Regions from separate parts of the Mus musculus genome. Here regions 2, 3 and 4 are each linked to region 1. Evidence: chromatin contacts called from public Hi-C, HiChIP or PLAC-seq and promoter capture Hi-C data. All regions are on one chromosome and are shown on one strand. The core of a region is the stretch at or near the end of the contact, and the rest is flanking DNA. Distances in the headings are between cores, read along the strand shown.

Region 1 (3,158 bases), core at 320-2,819:
ATGTAGTTTCAGATGGTTCTGTAGTAGAGGTCAGTCACCTGATTTCTAGTGCTAGTTGAGCTGTGGGGTCTTTTGGACTCAGCCTGGTCTGGTGTACACAGCATTAGGGACTCACTTTCTTTCACCGTGTTTCTTTCCTCTGTGTGCCTTTTATCCCAAGGTCCTTTTATTGTTTAAAATGGCTGCTGGAGGCCCAGCCACAACACTATTTTTGCTACTGGTCATATGCTATTTAAGAGGACTCAAATAAAAACTCAAATACAGCAAAGACGAGAAACAGCTATCCACAAAGGCCAACACACTAGTTTATGTTTAGCAACGAGGAGACCTTTCAGGTTCCCACCCAAGCCATAGACTGTGAGGCAACAGGCGCGTTGCATTTCTGGGATACATTAAGGAAGAGCTGAGCCAATGTAGCATGTGTATTAAGCATCCAAACTTTTGCAAAACATATACATGTCTGGTACTTAATTTGTTCTTCATAGTGCTCCGGAAAGAAAGACAACCAGGTCTTAATATTATAATTCCCGTTGTATGCTTGGTCCACATGACTAAGTAACAGATCTGAGACTGTGCAGACAATTTTTTGAATAGCTGGAAATGCAATCATAGTGTAGATCTTAACAGTTAGGTTCTTAACTGTCCGGATGCTGAGACCCTTTATAATAGTTCCTCAGGTTGTTGTGACCCAACCATAAAATTATATTTTTTGTTACTTCACATATCTACTTTTGCTATTGTTATGAATCATAATGTAAATATCTGATATAGGTCACCAAAGAAGGTTGAACACTGCTTGTGTAGAGGAAAATAAATCCAAACCAAGACCTCCAGGAGAGTGCAGGACTAATCCTGTGGCCTCAGCCTCACCGAGTTCTTACCTGGATGACGGAGAGAGATCGATCACTCGTTTACTCTCAGGTCATGTGGATACTAGTCTTAACATAATAAACACACTAGGTCTGACTAAGGAAGTCTCTGTTATCGAGAAGGGTTGGTTTTCGCAACCTTGGAATAGTCCCCAGGAAAAGAAAAAAGAAAAAAAAGAAAAAAAAAAAGCCAAACCGGTTTTGGACTCTCAGTATCTAGCGATGAGGGTACCGAGAGTCCATGTAGCTTACTGGTATGTCAACTTCTCAAAGGCAGGGGTCATCTATCTTTTAGATTTACGGTGTCGTCTCTACCTCAAAGCCTCGACCACAGCATAAAGTGTGAGAGTTCCTGAAAAGCACCAGGTATAAAGGGTTCAAGGAATTGAAGCCCATAGCAATCCTGGTGCTCAGCCGAGGGCGATTTAACAGGAAATATCCACCACATACTGTAGGTTGGCTAGGTTAGCTGGCGCTCAGAGGGGATTGCTTAGATTGAGCCGTCTCTGTTGCCTGGGCATCTTTAAAATCCAGGCAGCGAAAGGATTTTGAAATGCAAACCCAAGACTTACAGTACAGTGGGGAGGAGCAGGGCTCACAAGTACTGGCCATTCACGGTGCCCGTTTCAAAGGACCAATCAGGTTGCTCCTTACAAGGGTTGCTGGAGGGGCTGGACTGAAGCGGGCGGAGTCACAGCTTGTTTGGACCGCCCTGCTGGGTGCGGTGCGGCTGTGCATGGTGGCCTGCTGGCCTGCTAGCTAGAATGTGATTTCATATTGGACAAGTAAGTGACCCTCCCAGGGGTTCTTGCAGGCACGCAGGCTCTTAGCCAGCTCCCCCCAAAAGCTTCTCTAGCCTGCTAAATGTTTCCCTCCTTCACCTTTGGGTCTCACAGCCAGGCCACTGGTTGGCCTTTCAGTTTCTTGTGTATTCTGGGTGAGGTGTCTTGCCCAAGGGAGAGGCCTTTACTGCATCCCAATGACTGCCCTACAGATGTCTGGGGCCTAAGGCCCTATCTCTCTGAGTAGTGTACAGTTAATTAAATAAAGTGTTTTTTCTTTCTCCCAGAAAAGAGAATTTTGCAATGCACCCCCGCCCCGCACCCCAATTTGGGGACAATTCTCTAAACATTTTAAGTCGTTGATTTCAAGTTTGGCAATGTAAAAGCGTTTCAAGGCTGGTGCTGTTTAAGGCTATAGAAGCTGAGCATCTGGAGATAGTGTTTGGTGCGTACTTCAGTTTAAATGGGATAATGCCATCTGTCTTGTTACAGGGCTGCAGGCCAGGAAGGGTATAGGGGGATCTTTCCATGTTTATGAACTTCATGACCATTTCAGGATGGAGACACACACTGTGGGGGAACTCCTCTGTCACTGGTCCATTCACTGGAGCACTGCTTACATTTTAGCTCGAATTTCTTCTCCTAGTTAAAGGGCAAACTGTGGCCAAGTTTGACTCTTTTTTGATCAAGTGTGTGTGTGTCAATTCAAAAGGTCCCATTGGATTGTGCTTTTAGGGAGCAAATCCATAAGGAAGAATTAAAGTCTGAGTTTGTGGCTGGATTTGTAGATTTGTCTTTTGTTTCATTTTCTTGTCCTTTTTAAAGGGTTTCCCGTCTTTACTGTGAGCTATGTGAGTCCTGATGTTTCTCTTTTCTGTTGCTAGCTGGGGGTGCTGCTAGTCTGTCTTCTGGAGTCTCCTTCTAATGCAGCTGTCATGCTTGGTCTTGACTTAAAGGCTTCTGCCCTGGCTGTATGAATAAGAGCCCCAGAGGACTGCTCCTGACTGATGGGGTCTGGGGTGGAAAATAGGGGATGAGGAGGGCCTATGGATGATTTTTTTTGAGGGGGGGGGGTGGCTTAGGATTAGGAAGTCAAAGTTTGCAAGTAAGGAGGAGGGAATAACCCAGTTGGTGGAGCACTGTGTTTCTGGGAAGGGTGCCAGGTTCTTATCCAGGCTCTCATGAATTTTGCTGGGCTTTGTCTTCTGGAATTTAGTTCTTTTTCTATAACCTTTATCTAAAAACTACAGCCAATTATTAGCCTTTTTAAGGACGACGACGACAACAACAACAACAACAACAACAACAACACCAGGTTGGGGAAAGCCCCGTCTTTAAACTCCCAGCCAGAAGGGGAGTCTGACATAGTTCTTTGTCTGGATTGTGCCATAGAGATCATTTAACTCTTGAGATGATCGCAGGCAGAGAGGTGTTCTCAGCCAGGGTAGTTAGTAGCAGCCCCATGTAGTAGTGACTGACATACAATTAACTGTATATTTTAGATTCC
Region 2 (3,158 bases), core at 407-2,906, 950 kb before region 1:
ACGGATGGTTGTGAGCCACCTTGTGGTTTGCTGGGATTTGAACTCAGGACCTTTGGAAGAGCAGTCAGTGCTCTTAACGGCTGAGACAACTCTCCAGTCCCCAATTCAAGTGTTTTTCCATATAAACACTACAACCTGGCTTCTGCTAGCCTTCAGGACCTGCACTCACGGCATACTATGTCTTCTGCCTCTCTGGAACGTAGCTCTCCAACTACAGTTTTTCCACTTTAAAGTTCCCCCAGTCCACCCTTCAAGATCAGCTTACTCAATCTAATAAGAGATATCCGCTTCAACACACACACAGGAGAAACACCTCCAAGAAAAAAAAAAGGTTCCTACTAATATCTTTCCGGTCTAACTCTATATTCTCACGAGAGAATATAATAAAGTTCTGTAAACAGAGAGCACCTGTCCTCCTGTCAGTGATGTCTTTCTCCCCAGGAAATACATATATATGTATCTCATCATCTAAATTCAATTTACCTTCCCAAAATCACTAGCCTGTTTGCTGTCATAAAATTTTCGACTAATCAGGGCTTTAAACGCAACCTCTGATATTGATTTGGGCTGGATTTTAACTTTTTGGTTATTTTATTTATTTATTTATTTTTGGTGGTGGTGGAGTGTGTGTGGGTGGGTGGGTGGGTGGGTGGGGGGGAATTGAAGGCAGAACTTCAAAGCAATGATAATTTTTCCTCCTCGAAAAAACAGAACATTCCTACACAACGATAACATTTGAGGAGGTTCATCCTCTCCTCCCCAAACAGACTATAACTTGGACAACCAAGAGAGGACACCATGTGTAATTCTCTGTAAAGCAATTACTGAGAATTATAGTCTTCAAAAATTTAAATCTGAGGGATGACTACAGAGCAACTCCTAAGATCGGAGCCCGAGGGGCAAGCCAGAAGTTTTCATCGAGCCGAAACTGGGAGGGCGCAAGCAGCAATAAATACTAAAGACTAAAAGAAACCTAAGGGGTTATCTGCCAAAGCTGAAGGCCCTTAAGGTGTTTTAAGATGCTCGTCCAAGGTCAAGTCGCCCGTTAGTGGTCAAGTTAGGACAGCCAGCCAGGTCCTCCAATCCTATCCATACTCATTCCCCCGAAATCTTGTCGGTTTCACAGACAGCGCCCGAAAAGCCAAAGCTCGGGACTCGGCAGGGAGGCAGGAGCAGCGCGGACACCAGGAAGAGGGAGAGATTCAGGGCAGGGAAGGAGGGTCACTCCTCCCACGTGTCTGCAAGCCTGTGGTCCACCCGCGGGCGGCGGGACTAGCAGCGCTCACCTGTCTGGAGCCCAGAGGCGGGTGGTCCGATCCCGGGACACAGACACAAAGGCTCCCGGCGGGTAGAGGCAGCACACCAGGCCCCTCACGTCCAGTTCGTGGCCCGGGAGCGAGCAGCTCAGCCGGTATCTGGAGGCGCCGCTCGCCATGGCCAGCGTGGATCCGGAGCCCGGCCCCCGGGCACAGCGCGAGACTCGTCCACAGGCCCGAGCCGGCGTGCGCCAGGCTGCGGCCCGAGACCCGCCTGCAGGAGAGGGGCGCCGGAGACCGGAAGAGCCAGTCAGCCGGTGCGGAAGGACCGCGGGGGAAGGGGCGCGCCGAGCCGCCTGAGTGACACAGCAACCCTAACACACACGCCGGAATTCATCATCCGCCGCGGCCCGCGGTGACGCAGAGTGTGTGCGTCGGGCTGCTGAGCATCACGGACCGGGCCCTCTATCCTTCTGCGCCCTGGATCGCCGGCCGAAGAAGGGACGGTGAGATCAGGAAATTCTGCGTAGGCGCCGGAGGTCTGGGTCCGGTCGGAACCCGGTCCATTTCAGAGAACAACCGAAAATCTGTAGTAGTTGGAGGAGGGTAAATCGGAACTACAAATCCCACAATGCCGAGCGTCCCGAGTGACTCGCCGGCGCGCTGAATCCGGATGTTTTAAATCTAGGTGCTCGTTTGACTACTCTGAGTAGTAGAGCAAAATTGCTTGTTTGCCTTACGCCACGATTTGTTTGCCCATTTTCTGCTTGATTCTGGAGAGTCTCCCAAGATTTTCATCAGTTAATTGTTTTTTTTTTCATTTAAGATGACTGAATCTGAAGCCAAAGTGGGAACTTTTAATGAACTTGCCTTCACCTCAAGCTACCCCCTATAATACCAGATTTTGCAGAATGATCGGGTGCCCATTCTCCCCTAACGTGACCACTGTTTGCCCGAGGTTTGGCGCAGAAGGTCTAAGGTGAAGCAGAAAATGCCTTTAATTATTTAAAAGGTCTTACGGTAGCTCGGGCTAGCCTAAAACTCGTGGTTCCTTGCTCCAGTCTCTGAACTCTGAAATTACAGGTGAGAATATATATTTTTAGCCAAACCCCGATGGTGTAGGTAGGAGTCTCACTACATTGCATTGAGATTGTCAGTCTACATTGTAGTAAAGTTAGCTTTCCGTATTGTAGCACGGCATCCATCACACCACAAACCTTTGTTAAGTTGCCAAATCCAATTTGTGTGTTTTTCTTCACTCTTCTTAAAACTTTCATTCTAGGCTTGAAATCACTATTCCTCTGTGTGTGTGTGTGTTTCTCTTGACTTTAGCTCTGAAATGTATTATTCCACTTTGTTCGGTAACCCCAATAGCTTTTCGTTATTTATTTTTTTATGTCGATTTATTTCATGAATGTAGGTATACTGTCGCTGCCTTCAGACACACCAGAAAGTGGCATCGGGTGCCCATTCCAGATGGTTGTGAACCACCATGTGGTTTCTGGAAATTGAATTCAGGACCTCTGGAAGAGCAGCCAGTGCTCTTAACCACTGAGTAATCTCTCCAGCCCCAACAGCTTTTCGTTCTTGAGAATACACTGTTGTATAAGGCCTTCCCCATTTCCCTAATTTATTTTGCTAAGGTCTTTTCCCTTAGGTGTGTGTCTGCCTCAGCCATATTGAATTTGCCATCTTTCTCTGAACATACCATGTTTGAAGTTGTTGTTTCTAGATTCCTAAAACAAACAAAAACTAGTGCTATGAGAGGCTGATGCAGGAGGATCATGAGAATGAAGCATAGCCTATCTAATGAGGTCTAGGTCATTCTGGCTACAGGAAGAATTCCTATCTTAAGAAAACACACCACCCACCCACCCCCACACACAAACAGACCATACACCA
Region 3 (3,158 bases), core at 195-2,694, 550 kb before region 1:
TGGACACAAGGCCCTGAGACAAAGTGCTGAGGGGGAGGGAAGGCTCCCCAGGTGATGGGAGTGTTTGGAGACACAGGGATACCTAACAGTATCTGGAGACTCGACGGCTGATTCAATGGTTATTTACTGAGTGACTCCTCTATGTCAGGTGACACATCATAGAAATAATGTGTGGCTGTCATCCAGAAATTCATTGTTAGAGGTTGAAATATACGTCTGAAATCCCTATGGGGAAGTCCTGATCCCCTGGTACCTCATAATGCGACTGGATTCACCAATAAGGCTTTTAAAAAGGTAATACAGGTAGCAAGAAATGAGTCAGGTGGGCCTTAGTCCAGAAATACGGTGTCATTCTAGACTATGGCATGGAAGGCAGGACTTCTTGCACAGGAGAAGAGAAGCGTCAGAAGAAGTCACCCTGCTAACCCTTTAATCTACATCTTCTAGCCTCCAGGACGGTGGGAAAATAAATTCCTGTTGCTTAATTGGACAACTTGTGGTATTTTGTCATGGCAGTTCTAGGAAATGAATGCATGCTGGGAATATAAATTTTGCAAGATGTAGTTTCCTGGACTTCAAATGTCCATGCTACAGGGAGACCTTAGACAAGCACTGGTGATTCTGGGCTGTGATGTAGCGCAGTTGCCTTTAGCTGGGTGCAGGTGAGTTTGGCCATAACCCTAAACTTTTTTTTTTACATGTTTTCACATATTTTTTGACTTATTTACTTTGACCTTCATATCACCCAATGGCATGACTCTGATGCCTGAAGGAGGTCCCTTTCTGTGCTATCTGGTTGATACATTCCTCTCTGCTCCACCCAGGGACAATCTGTTGACCTTCAAATACTCCTCCATATTTCAATTCTGCCCTTCCCCTTCCACTCAGTTTCTTCTGTCTCTTCAATATGGACCATTTGTCTTGTTTAATTCCTTATTTCCCTAAACCAATACCCTATGTAGCCATATAGGCATATGCATATACAGGTTGTTTCACTTTTCTGTTAGTGTGCTTGCCTTCTGTATACAAATCTCTCTCTCTCTCTCTCTCTCTCTCTCTCTCTCTCTCTCTCTCTCTCTCTCTCTCTCTTTCTTGTTAGGTTGGTTGTATACTTTCAGAGCTCAACTTGATGCCCAGCATAGAGTTTTGCTCCAAATCTAGTAGAATATGGGAGTGGAATTAGAATGGGCCCTAGACTCTGGGTTCTTTCTTTGCTATAACCTACAAGAACAAAGAACATTCATCCAGAAAAAAAAAAAGAAAAAAAAAGAAAAACAGAAAAAAAGAATGACTTTACAGGGTAGCGTGTAGACGGGTTGTACACACACGCATGAGTAACTGTGTTATCTTCAGTAATGATTTTAGCTCTGACACTAGACCACCTCCATTATACCAGTCAGCCAGCAGTGTGATGACCAATTTTCCAAATGATTAACCAAATGTTTGCTTTGCTCAATCTAACAGAGCAATTAGAGAGAATGGTGGTGAGACCAGGACGAGAAGTCTTAGAGAGCAGAGAAGGGAGCAGTCCTAAGCAAAGAACAATGGAGCTTGCTTTTAAGATCGTCTTTTAAGAAAGATGAGTGGAGTTCATGAGTATTCCAGAGAGTGAATGGCTCAGGCCACGTCATGAGACTTGGGATTGTGCAATAAAGATCAAGAGGACATGAGCATGTTGGGGGTAGGGGATAGGTAGAAAATTAAAGGTCACAACCAACATCTTTGTGCACAACATTTGTTTACATTTGAAATATTTATAGAAAGTTTTAGATTTGAGCATTGTTTATACTACCAAAATATTGGAAATGTCCAAGATATGAGAAAAGATAAAGTATGATGCATTTATTCAGTATAATATAATAGCTATATGATTAAATATGGTTGTAATAAAGATCTTGATATAACTATGTCTTTTGAGTAATCATAAATGAAATAGCAGGGTTTGGCTTGATCATATGTATTTAAAAATAAAATAAATTATAATCAGAGGAATCAAATGTAGGAAATAATGTCAGTGATGGTCATTTGGGTGATGCCCTTCTACGCTGTTATAGCTTATTTTGTGCTTTTCAGTTATCTACAATGGAAATGAAAGTCTCACGATGGACCTTTGAAAGATCCAGCAAGGCCTGGTAGTGCAGGACTGTAGTTCCAGCTCCTGAGTGAATCAGAAGGATCAGAAGTTCAATGCCTATCAGGGCTTCATGTGCATTCAAGCTGTTTGGTTTACAGGGTGAGTGTAAGGTCAGTCTGGACAAGTTGGCAACACCCTGTTCAAATTTTTTTTTAAGTAAAGAACAAAAATTCTGGGGGGATGCATGTCAGTGGCAGGATGCTCGCCCATCACGTATGAGGCCCCTGGCTCAACCCCTAGCACCACACGTGATAGGAAAGAAAATGCTCGTGTCCTGCCCCCAAGATTTCTGATGTCAGTCCTTTACAGTTTATGGTTAAAAGACGAAGTTTGTAGGAACCTTGTGTGACCAGAAGAGAAAAGGCCACAAAGGCCGGGCGTGGTGGCACACGCCTTTAATCCCAGCACTTGGGAGGCAGAGGCAGGCGGATTTCTGAGTTCAAGGCCAGTCTGGTCTACAGAGTGAGTTCCAGGACAGCCAGGGCTACACAGAGAAACCCTGTCTCAAAAAAAGAAAAGAAGAAAAAAAAAAAAAAAGAAAGAAAGAAAAGAAAATTAAAAAAAAAAAAGGAAAAAAAAGGCCACAATATCACTGAGAGACAAAGAAAAGATCAAGAAAGAAAACAAAAGACCAATGGCTGTAATTTTGTCTGTCCTTATCTAAAACTGAGAGGCGATATCAATTGTTAGTCTTTCTAGTGAACTCTGGGCCCAAAGGGTAGAAAGAGGGTTAAGTCCCACCACAACCCAACACCACTTTCAGTCTCACTGAAAGCTTCCCACTGACTTTTAGTCTCTAAGCAGACAGTGCTAGCGCAGTGTCACACACGGTTCAGCCAACCCCTTCCAGTCCATTTGAGTTCTGTCCTTCTGTATGAACCTGCTGAGAACAGATAATTCTCCATGAGACACTTCTGCTATTCTCTGACCCTCTCTATATGAGGTTTAATGAGACCACATGTAATGTCTGCATCGCTGTCTCCTCCACACCGGACACAAGCCCCCACACACGTAAACACTGGAA
Region 4 (3,158 bases), core at 291-2,790, 540 kb before region 1:
CACTTCTGAGATCAAGGGCGGGCTCTGTATTGAAGCTGTTGCATCTTGAGCCAATAATCCAGGCTTGCAATGGTTCTGTGTCTTGAACAGCAAACCCAGGGTAGTACTAGTCCCTGACTCTTAGGGCTAAGAAGACTAAATGATATAAAGTCCTTAGAATACAGTCTGGTTCCTAGCTAGCACTGTAGAAATATCAGTACTATATTATTAATAAAACTAATTACATAACCAGAGCAATTTCTAATGACCTTTGGATTTTGTTGACACATCCATAAAATGAAGGCTACAATGCTCATTTTTGCAGGACAGGTTTGAGAATCAAATTCAGGGAAGTACTGTAGAGTGTTGGGGGCAGCCACAAATATTCAGTGTGTGTGTGTGTATAGGCCCACTGAGTATGTTCATATTTGGAAAGATGGCTGTCCCCTTCTTCCCTAGTTTATTCTCTCTCCTCTTGTCATGACAGAATAGAGGTCTCTCTCCTATTAGCACTGGACCCATCTCTTCTTGTCTTGTTAGGGACCTGAGGCCATTGATTCAGCTCTCACTATTTGATCTTTTCCTTTCATAGTCCTCTGCCTGAAAGCATTTAGATAGACTCTGGCCTCTTCTACCTTAAAACAAACATTATCATGTCTCTTTTTGAAAAGGTAAGAGAAAAACCTTGAATTACATCTCTTCTTTGGTTTTGTACAATCTCTCTCTCTCTCTCTCTCTCTCTCTCTCTCTCTCTCTCTCTCTCTCTCTCCCTTCCTTTCTCCCTCCCTCCCTCTCTCTTCACAAGCAAGCTTCCCACAGATGTGTCTATGCAACCTGTTTCTACTTCCTCCTCACCTCCCACTCGATCCTCCTGATGTGATGGTAAAACCTTTTAAAAGTATGTTGAAACTTGGAGTCTGGAAGAAGGAATAAAGGGCAAGATTGGTTTCCATCCTGAAAACGTGTAGTTTGGAAGTGTTGGTCCTCCCACTGGTGCGACTCTGGTGACTCAGACATGGAGCCTCCAGGGTTCCCTTAAGTGGATATCATTTAATATGTCGCCCAAGTATGTGTTATATTGTGCAAAGTCCCCAGTTCTTTGGGCTCCAGACACTGGGCATGCCGTCCCCTCCCTGATCATGAGCCTTCCACCTGTAAGCATCAGCCTTCTGATGGAACCTAGCCCAGCTGGGGTCAGCCTAGCTGGGGTCAGTCCCTCTGTGGCCTTCTAATCAATATCCTTCCCTGGAATGCACAGGGATGTGTAGCTTTAGCAAGGTTCAAAAAGTGCCTGGAATAAAAGAAGTTAAAACGGTTTTAAAACACACAGACATGAATTTTTTCCCCGTGACCACTTTCCCGGTCATATTTCTTCTTTCTCCCATTTCAAATCTCTGTAATGATGAGAAGCCAGGGCCAGAAGAAGCTCTAGACTTCACTCACTCACTGTTCACCTGGAAAAATCACCTGGGAACGTCTGAAATGCCACACCTGACCACCTCAGAAAATTAAAGGTAGTGTTTGCACAAAGCTTAGTCACATTCAAGAACTTGTTTGGTTTACTTAATACTTACATAAAGCAAGAGCCATTGCTCAGTCTACTGACTGAGGTTTGTGGGATGGGGTGGGGGCAGCGTCAGCAGCATCAGACATGTGCAGAGCCTATCTCGTGTCAGTGTGAGCACCATAAAGTCACTATCTCGTTTAATCTTTATAGCCAGGGACATAGAATCGGGTGTTATCACCTGTCTTTTCCTTCCTTTGTTTCTTTCTTTCTTTTAGAACGGCATAGAATTTTGTAGTACATATGGTAGAATCTTTCTCTTACTGAGTAGCTCGGTGAACTTCTGAAGATATCTGTGCGTCAGCTTGCCATCTAGATGAAGGCTGGACTGAACAAGCTGAAAGGTCCATTGCAATTGAACTTCAACTCACCAAGTAATTGCCAAACATCTCATAACCCAGCCTTGCTGCCAGCCGTCTGTATTGGAGCAAGAGGGAAAGAGGTCATTTCAATTTTAGGGGTAGACACAGAGTGGGGAAGGAACTAGATGGCCTGTGATTGCTACTCTGCTTTCTACTCACCGTGTTAGTCTTAGTGGAGCTTCAAGACTTTTTAGGCTTTGAAAATCTCAATGCTGCAATCAAATTGGAAGTCCCGTGGAGTCTTGCTTGCTGCACTTGCTGCTTGTATTACCTTGGAAAGTTCACCAACACTCTGAGTCTCACTTTTCTTATTGGTAAAATGAGTGGCTGCCTAGAGGACCATGGGGAAGATGAGGACTGTGCAAACCTTTTGGACAGAAGCTGATTAATCAATTGTAGTGATTGGTCTCCTTAAAAAAACAAACAAACTGATTTTCTTTATCCACTGCACAATGAAATGAACCATAGAAGACTCTAGAAAATGGTTACAAGTCTCAGGTTGGCATGTGTGGAGATGACCATCTAACCTTGCTCCCTGCAGACTTGGACTCCTGTTAAGACTCCCAACTTTTCTGGAGGATGTGCATTCTCCCGTTACCTTGCATAAGCAAGCTGGGTAGACAGACGTAGGAGGGATTGCGTGTTTTCAGCAACAAGTGAGCAGAGCTGAGCGGGTGGATCTGAGCAAGAGGCCCTGCGTGTGACAGCAACGAGGGAGTGATAGTGACGTGATAATAGTAGAGCACATAGAAGAACGCACAGCTGGCCAGTCACCCAACCAGAACAGCTTTTGAGCACCGGTTGCTAAGAGCCAGATGAGCTGGGATTTTTACTCATCTTGCTAATGAAAGGGAAGAAAAAACTTGAGATTTTTGGAACTGATTGAATCAACTCCTCTGTTTGCTGTTAGTCACTTTGAAGCCATTTCATGTGTTAAACAAGTATGTTGAGTTCTTCCTGGTGTGTGTGCTTGGCTCGAGGCCCTGGGCAGATGGCAGTGAATCAAGCCCGTGCCTTCATGGAGTTTAGATTGGACTCAACTGTGTCATTTAGGAACTGAAGTGACCCACTGAGGACGTGAGAGAGAAGTTAATTGTCAGCTGAAAGTGACTCAAAGTGACTTATTGGCAAAGCTGATCAGAATCTGAGTCTTCTAAATTCCAGGTCAGGAGCTGTTCACAGACTTCTGTCTTGGTTCTTTATGTACCATCACAACAGGGTACCATTGACTAGGCAATTTATAACAGGCAAAA

The links. Promoter capture Hi-C pulls out the DNA fragments that hold promoters and counts their contacts. A called contact is a pair of places that touch in the nucleus more often than the background predicts. HiChIP or PLAC-seq counts read pairs in DNA pulled down with a chosen protein or histone mark.
Region 2: a contact with region 1 is called in an H3K4me3 HiChIP or PLAC-seq map of embryonic stem cells, with 4 times the contacts expected there. The contact joins the promoter of Plaa here to the promoter of Fggy in region 1. A contact is called at or near these places in 2 of 39 promoter capture datasets (liver and pre-B cells), 3 of 484 Hi-C or Micro-C datasets (CD4 T cells, pre-B cells and regulatory T cells) and 1 of 115 datasets of contacts at active chromatin or transcription factors (embryonic stem cells).
Region 3: a promoter capture Hi-C map of liver shows a contact between it and region 1, with 8 times the contacts expected there. The contact joins the enhancer-like site here to the promoter of Fggy in region 1. A contact is called at or near these places in 20 of 39 promoter capture datasets (the 3T3-L1 cell line, 3T3-L1-derived adipocytes, the C10 cell line and 15 more), 2 of 15 datasets of contacts at CTCF or cohesin (the NIH/3T3 cell line and large pre-B cells), 8 of 484 Hi-C or Micro-C datasets (CD4 T cells, bone marrow-derived dendritic cells, bone marrow-derived macrophages and 4 more), 5 of 115 datasets of contacts at active chromatin or transcription factors (the NIH/3T3 cell line, astrocytes, bone marrow-derived macrophages and 2 more) and 3 of 9 other capture datasets (adipose tissue, liver and macrophages).
Region 4: a contact with region 1 is called in a Hi-C map of bone marrow-derived macrophages, with 20 read pairs. The contact joins the enhancer-like site here to the promoter of Fggy in region 1. A contact is called at or near these places in 11 of 39 promoter capture datasets (the C10 cell line, the HPC-7 cell line, HPC-7-derived erythroid cells and 9 more), 1 of 15 datasets of contacts at CTCF or cohesin (the NIH/3T3 cell line), 4 of 484 Hi-C or Micro-C datasets (CD4 T cells, the HPC-7 cell line, bone marrow-derived macrophages and 1 more), 4 of 115 datasets of contacts at active chromatin or transcription factors (bone marrow-derived macrophages, embryonic basal ganglia, embryonic hindbrain and 1 more) and 1 of 9 other capture datasets (liver).

The regions. Positions count from the first base shown.
Region 1 is chr4:95,555,938-95,559,095 of GRCm38.p6, forward strand. It overlaps Fggy (FGGY carbohydrate kinase domain containing), which reads left to right and starts at 1,570. Exons shown (of 16, transcript NM_001113412.1): 1 at 1,570-1,654. It overlaps Gm40206 (a long non-coding RNA gene), which reads right to left and starts at 1,429. Exons shown (of 2, transcript XR_867942.1): 1 at 882-1,429.
Region 2 is chr4:94,601,591-94,604,748 of GRCm38.p6, forward strand. Plaa (phospholipase A2, activating protein) reads right to left here and starts at 1,657. Exons shown (of 14, transcript NM_172695.2): 1 at 1,287-1,657. The coding sequence starts at 1,435. It also overlaps a transcript of Ift74 not described here.
Region 3 is chr4:95,003,992-95,007,149 of GRCm38.p6, forward strand. The region is part of intron 2 of Gm12694 (a long non-coding RNA gene); the gene reads left to right. Among named protein-coding and RNA genes, the nearest start is that of Gm12694, 26 kb to the left of the region's middle. Within about 2 kb of position 1,445, at least 11 of the 459 cell types and tissues checked have an H3K27ac peak or open chromatin away from gene starts, as enhancers often do. A contact at or near this core is called in liver, where this site is marked.
Region 4 is chr4:95,020,926-95,024,083 of GRCm38.p6, forward strand. No RefSeq gene overlaps it. Among named protein-coding and RNA genes, the nearest start is that of Jun, 30 kb to the right of the region's middle. Within about 2 kb of position 1,541, at least 12 of the 459 cell types and tissues checked have an H3K27ac peak or open chromatin away from gene starts, as enhancers often do. A contact at or near this core is called in neural stem cells, where this site is marked.